Regions from separate parts of the Gossypium hirsutum genome. Here region 1 is linked to region 2. The links are chromatin contacts, called in public Hi-C maps. All regions are on one chromosome and are shown on one strand. Each heading gives the region's core, a stretch centred on a gene start, on an enhancer-like site or on the middle of the called end of the contact. The rest is flanking DNA. Distances are from core to core; before and after follow the strand shown.

Region 1 (3,749 bases), core at 478-2,977, 190 kb after region 2:
TAAAATAAATTATTTTTTTTACTTGAAAACTTAATCTTTTTAAAAATATTTATGAAAATGTTTTTAAAATTTTATCAAATAATGCTGAAAATTCATAAAATAATTTTTGTTTTATCAAAATAAAGTAAAAAAAATTAGAATAAAAAAATAGAAAATCGAACTAAAATAAGATGGTTCAGTATTTTAAAAAATTCGACCAAATTGAATCATACTCGTTTTACCATAAATATATTTTCGTATAATTAACCTCTTTAAAATTATTAAAATTAATCTTTTTGATTTATTTGCCAAAAATGAGCAAACATGCTAGGGTTTACAAGCAAGTAAAAGACAATATCAGAACCAAAAAAAAGCCCCCTCATGAATATCCTCATCAGATTTTTATTTTTATTTTTTTGCTATTTAAGAATTGTTCCGCATATCAATCTTGATATAGAGGTTAAATCACTCTCTAAGTGAACTACTCAGATTGGATAAAAATTAAAAATTGAAACAAAAAAAAAGGTGGTTGAACGGTGTTTTCTTACCTTTTTTTATAATTTTTTATTTATTTATTGTTAGACCAACGATTGAATTGAGAATCAATGGTCTGACCGATTCGATCACCTATCCGATTATTTGTATGTATTTATTCGTGATAACGTAATTGAAAAAAGGTGTAAGTAATAGATAGTAATCATACATTCTTAGAATTGTAAAAGATTCTAATTTTTTAAATTTGTTTAAAAGTCATCATGGTTAATTGCCACGCGTAATTTTTTCAATTTTCAACCATGAGATATGAATTGAAGCAAATAATTAAGGTGCTCAGATTACATTCTATTCAATAAGACCAACTAATTACAATAGCTACTAAACAATGTGACACAAATGTAATTGCTTGTATCGATTACGCTTAATGAGACTCACTAATTATTATAGTCATCCATGCATACATATAAATGAATTACAAATAATTACACGTAAATTTATATACTAAATCAACTTTCCAAACATATCAATAAATATGAACAATATAATTAATTAAATTATTTGTTTGTAACACTTGTTGATATCCCTTTTAATATTTTTTTAAATCTAAACCGACCTTCTTTTTATAATTTTTAGGTACAAGTATCATGGAGGCTTACGTATTAAGAATCAAATTGCATTTTGCCCCTGCTTAAAAAAAATGGGGTTGTTAGTCTGATTAACGAGCAAATTGGTTCTTCCATGGAGGCCCTTGTACTAGGAGTTAGATTGCATTTTATCCCTTCTACTCGGAAAATTGGCAAATTAGTCTTTACACATTAAATCAAAGAGCAAACTAATTATTTTGTTAAAAATTCTATCAATTTCTACTGTTAAAAACTGGTCCCTGTAAGTCAGAATAAGATATACGTTGCATGCTACGTGTAACTGTCTAGTTATTCTATCTGTCACGCTAGTTTTTAATAATAAAAATTGATGAATTTTTTAATAGAAATGATAAATTTACTCTTTAATCAACATATAAAGAATAATTTACCTATTTTTTTGAATAAAAAAATAAAACAAAATCTGATTTATAATACAATAATTTTCATGAAATTTTATCAAAATTGCAAGGTACACCCTACCTCAAATATCTTAAAAAAACCCTAGGGTTGGTACCTTAAAATTTTTTTGTTGTGTGGGGGATCCCCTTCCATAAGAAAAATTGAGCACTAGGCCAAAGGCCAATCAAAAGAAACACAAAGTGAAATTGGTCTCCGCATGGGGTGTACGATGGACATTCACCCCCAAAGACCACACTTTGTCCCACACCAATCATCCATTTCCAGTAATATTATTATCTCCCTAAAAGCCTCTAAAATTTTCTCTAGTCAACCCCTCTCTCTAATTATTTCTTTTTAGATTTTGAGATTTTGGGTATTTTTTAAAAATTTAGAATTTAGTTCTTTTATTTTTTTAAATTTCAAAATTCAAGTTGAACGGTTAATTTTTTAAAATTTTTTTGTTAAACTCAAGGTTATCACGACGTTATATTTTTAGTTACATAGTTATCAAATGAATATTTTTTTTATTTTAAAATGTCACATCTATAAATTTAATAAAAAATTTAACAGTATTAACAATTGGATTTCAATTATGAAATTTGAAAAGTAGAAGAACCAAAATATTTTAACCAAAGAAAAATGAGAACAATTCATTAAGATTCTATCAAGATACAATAGCTTTTCTTTTTCCACTTTATATAAATATATATTTAATTGATTTACTTAATTGAATCTAAAATTAACATATTCATAATTTTTTTACAATCGATTCCTTAATTGAATTCATCAATATAATTAAACTTATCATGTAAATCGATCTAATATATTTATCATATTAATATAATATAATGCCTTTTTCTAATATATCTTTGGTGGTCAAAATTTTTTTACGCTAAAAAATAATTAAATATCGTAAAAAATGATAAGAATATGTAAAACTACTATAATTGATGCCATTGAAGATTTAATTTATTTTTTTATAAGATAATTATGGATCTAATCTCTAATCCTAAAGGAATCTGCTGGATTAGATTGAAAAGATTATGCAACAAAGAATAATTATCTTAGCCCTAAAGAGTTGCAAAGAGCCAATTTTTTTTATTGGATTAATTAAATTTCAAGAATCAATATTACTGATCATAATAAACAAATAATTAACATGAAAATTAATTATAATTTCTTTTCTATAGTCAACATGTGCGAATTTACAAAGTATATTTAGAATTTATTTCTTTTGCTTTTTGGATTGTTAACATTATTATCAACTTTTTAATTCTACTAGTACCAACTCAGTTTTTTTGAATTTAACCCAACAATTTTAATGGTGTTAACAATTAAAATTAAACTTAAATTTTGAAATTAGAAAAAGTATATAGGAGACTAAATTCTAGAAAATTAAAGTAGAAAGACTAAATTTCAAATGCACGAAAAGTATAGGGACTTGAACCATATTTTAACCAAATATATAAATAAAAAATCTACGTAGTTATCACTGTTTCTTATTAAAGAGACAGCTTGAAATTTTTGACAAGCCATTATTTGTTTATTCATTTTCGTCCTTCAACTAGAATATGATTTGTTTCCCCTTAATTTCTCTGTTGGGGTTTTTTTTTTTAATTTAATTTAGTCAAAAGAGTTGCTTATAATCTTGAAAAGATTCAAAGTTAGAATAAAATCTTCATCTTTAAGCTTAACTAAAATTTTGTTCTACAAACATCAACTTGCCCCTCTCCTCTAATTATTATTATATAATATTGTTATGGATACTGTATAGCCTTGGTTGATTAAAATAGTATTTTTAAGTTATAATTCTATTTCTAGTCCCTGTATTTTTTCACACATTTGAAATTTAGTTCCTCTACTTTTAATTTTATTCATTTAATCACTCTATTATGTTGATTTAATAATTGAAGTTCAAATGATAACACGGATAAAAGAATTTTCATTAAACCAAACTGTGACAAAAACATCGTTTTAGAAAAAAGAGTAAAAGTCGAAACCTTTTTTAATGTTATAGTCAAGAAACAATGAAAATATTAATTAAAGAGGATCTCAACAACAATTTGTGTCTGAGGTTCATTTATATTTATTAGGGTTTATCTCCTAACTATAAAAATTAATTGCATATAAATTATAACTACATATTAAAGGGTATCTCGACACCCACGGATGTCATGATTATATGTCAATTATAATTAAAATATCCAAAAACCATAATTAAATATAAAACAT
Region 2 (3,759 bases), core at 936-3,435:
AGCATACACAACAGAGAGATGTACTTGGGCATAAACATAATCTACACATGCCAAAGTTCCTGCACCCAACCCGTAAAAGGGGGAAAAAGAAAAGGCTGTCGTGATCCTTAAGCATCATTGGTATACTCAGCTGCTTATTTAACCAACTACCTACCCATGCAGGCTAATGATATGTAAATGCACCCATAAGAAGGAAAAAGAAGAAATAAATATTCATAGCTTTCACTTAAACTCAAATGATACTCCATCTCACCAACAACTGAGTTGTTGGGTGTAGTGTTAAGGCACATTGTACTCCCAAGCAAGGGCAAAGGGAGGAGAGTGCAGGTAGGAGCCTTGGCCCCCCTAAAATGAAAAATTGCTGCTTTAATCCGCCAAAATTTATAAAATCCTAAGTTAATATATGGTAAAATTATAGTTTGGCCCCCCCAAGTGCTAGAATTTCAATTTAGTCCTTTTGAAAACCATCCAATACAAGAGTGAAATTGCATTTTATCTCTCATAAAAATATATAACTTTATTTCCCCCCTAAATTTTTTTTTCTCCATGCTCCCAAGAAGAGAACTTAGGTTCAAATATTAAAAACAACATTGTTGGGAGGGGCAGGCAGGAACCCTGAAAGAATTAGTCTTCACGAACCGTACAACGGACATGAAGGATACTTTGGTTATACCATAAAAAATGATACAACATCTCAATTAAGTCTTTTACGGTAGTAAATACATTCATCCGAGGAGGATGAAGAGAAATAATAGGCCCCCAAGGCATTCTTCAATTGCTATGGCTATAAACACAATCTTACCAGCATTGTTTTATACTCTAGATGAAGCCACTATTCTATGCTTTTATTGTGAAATCATGCAAATTTATTAACATATCCAAGTAAACTCTCATGGATTGTTACATATGAATGAGAAGATAATAGTTTCCTTTCAATTTGCCATCTTAGCCACACTTTTTCTAAAACCTTTCCCAGCACAAACAGCTACAGCATATCACCTTTGTTTACAAATTCACTGCGCCTGAGCTGAAAGGCTGAATCAGCATTGGAAACCTTTGTCAAATATAATAAAAAGACATTCTAATGAGTATAGGTTAATGCTATAGGCAATACCAACAGGACTAAACTGAAAAAAAAAAAGAAAAAAGCTTTCATTTTCGACATTTACAATAATTAGACCATCTTCTTCTTCTTTGATACGTTAAAACAAACACAAAGAATTCAACCACGCATATGTGTATTGCTCTTCACATAACACCCCCTCAAAAAATGTCAATTATATAAAGGCAACCTAATCCCATCTGTAGTCCTAATTCTTACCCTAAAAGAGCACAAATCCAACACATAAGAATAAGCCTATAAATTTGACTGAAAAAAATCCAAGAAAAAGAAACAGATTAGAACCATTCAAGCACTCCAAAAGCACTCAAAAAGATGTTCTCAATTTAGAAAAAGAAGAACCCATCAAGGGAAAAGGAAATAAAAAGACTAACCTGATGAATAGGAGGGTACATAGAATTGGTACAAACAGGGCATTCAAGGAGTTCATGGACACTAGTAGTGCTTGGATGAACAGCTGATGACAAAGAACTGTTGTTGCTGTTCCCATTGTTGCTGTGGGTCTTTGACAATGAAGAAGATAACTGATGATGATGGATCTCATCATCATCCATCACATCCGATGATGCCATACAATCAATACTATCTGATTCCATAAAAAAGGGTATAACAAAGTTATCAAATTTGATCAGCTATGGGTACAAATTCCTTTTGGGAAAGATGGAAACTTTGGGTGATGGGTATAAAAATAAAGTATTAATCTTTGGGGACTAAGTTAGTTTATGAGTAAATCGAAGAAAGTTAGTTTATGAGTAAATCGAAGAAGAAACAAAGAATGAAAATGGGGTATCAATAGGAAAACCAGATGAGTTGAATCAATACAGAGAAATTAATAAACTACTGTTTTTAATTTCTCTTCTTTCTGTATTCTTTCTCATAGGTTGCAGAGAAAGAGAGAGTTCACCGTCTAAAATTTTACGAGACAGTTGATCAACATCACGCGGCTCAAGGTCAAAGAGAGAACCATGGTTACTTACAATATGTATACACATGCGTGTATGTATATATAAGATTTTTGTAAGGTGATGAGGTGGGAATTATTAGAGCAAACAAACAGACAGTGACCATGTTTCAATTAATTAAAATAATTTCTTTTATCTTCAAAAATAAATAAAATTCTTACATTTTACAAAAAAAAATAAAGAAAAGAAAAGGGATAATATAATTTTTGGCCCCTGAACTTGATAAATAGATTCACTTTGGCATATTTACCTTTTTTTTTTGTTAACTTTGGTACTTGAACTTGGCATTTAGATTCATTTTGGGCCCTAAACTTAGATCTTATTTAGATTTGATGATGTGACCAGTATTCTTGAAACATGACTAGATTAATCGGTCAGACCAATTGGATCAAGAATCATTTGTATACTGTTCCAAATAAAGGGGTTGAGCTGATTGAATTAAGAACTGCTTGAAACTAGTAAAATTTGAAAACTTAGACCAAAAATCAGTAGTTAAACAAGTTTAATATATATTTTTTAAATTTATGAATTTTAATTAATCATTTAATTATTGTAGGTTTAGCAATTGAACCGATCAAATCGATTAAATTAGGAACCAGTGGTCTAACAAGTTCAACCATTGTTCCAGTTATTAGAATGCTATATGTAACACTCTAAGATTGTACTATATCTTAGAAATTTATATATTTTAATTTTCAAGTGATAATATGACACAATCTCAAAGTGTCATATCATTAAACTTTTATATTTTTCAAGTTTAGGAATAAAAATAATCTAGTTGCCTAGTTCAGTTTAGGTACTAAGAGAATCAAGGAAAAATACAAGTATCAAACAGGACCTAGTTATCGAGTTCAGGGGTCAAAATTTATATTATCTCAAAATTTATATAAAGAATCAATCAAACATGCCCTAAGTTCAAGTTTCATCATTTGAAAGTTTTTTTTACATTTATTAGTGATTTATTCATAGAAAAAAAATAAAAGTAATCTTGTAATAATATTTATTAATTTTATTAAGAATATTTTAATATCTTTTTTAATTGAGTTGGTATTTATTAGTTTGTGACTAAAGTTGTTCATAGGTCAGGTCAGGTCAAATAAAAAATTTAGGCCTGTTTTGTAAACTTGATTCGAAAAATTAGCCTAAAATTTTGTCAAAGCCCGGCTCAGATAAAAAGCTAAAGACCAAATTCGGCCCGGCCCGACTTGCCCGTATTAAAAATTTTTATATTATTTTTTATATAAAAATAAATTTAAAAAATATAATATACCAAAAACATTAAAATAAATGCTTTCCAACAAATGGAAAAAAGATTAAAAAATATACTTAAATAACATTAAGATAAGTGCAACTTAGCCAGTAAATACCTCTAAAATAGTAGCAAAGTTAATAACAAAATAATAGTTATACAATATCCAAACAATAACAGCAAAATAGTAGCAATATAATACCGAAATGATAGCAAAACAATGAAAAACAACAATAATTTTTTTTGCAAATTCGAGCTGGGTCCAGGCCAAAAAATTTTATTCGAGGTTCAGCGTGTTTATACAGCGGGTCTTATTTTTTCCAAGCCCATTTTTAGGGCCTATATTTTTATCCAAACCCCTCCACTTTTCGGGAAGGTCTTCGGGTCGAATAGCTCGGCTAATGGACAAGTCTATTCGTGACATCAAC

Evidence for each region. Hi-C and Micro-C count contacts between places; a contact is called where the count stands out from the background.
Region 1: a Hi-C map of leaf shows a contact between it and region 2, with 2.1 times the contacts expected there. The contact joins the enhancer-like site here to the promoter of LOC107945868 in region 2. A contact is called at or near these places in 2 of 34 Hi-C or Micro-C datasets (both in leaf).

What each region holds. Positions count from the first base shown.
Region 1 is chrD12:41,298,249-41,301,997 of Gossypium_hirsutum_v2.1, forward strand. No RefSeq gene overlaps it. Among protein-coding and RNA genes, the nearest start is that of LOC107945001, 9.7 kb to the right of the region's middle. Within about 2 kb of position 1,728, at least 2 of the 9 cell types and tissues checked have an H3K27ac peak or open chromatin away from gene starts, as enhancers often do. A contact at or near this core is called in leaf, where this site is marked.
Region 2 is chrD12:41,110,278-41,114,036 of Gossypium_hirsutum_v2.1, forward strand. It overlaps LOC107945868 (E3 ubiquitin-protein ligase SINAT3), which reads right to left and starts at 2,186. Exons shown (of 3, transcript XM_016880021.2): 1 at 1,495-2,186. The coding sequence starts at 1,716.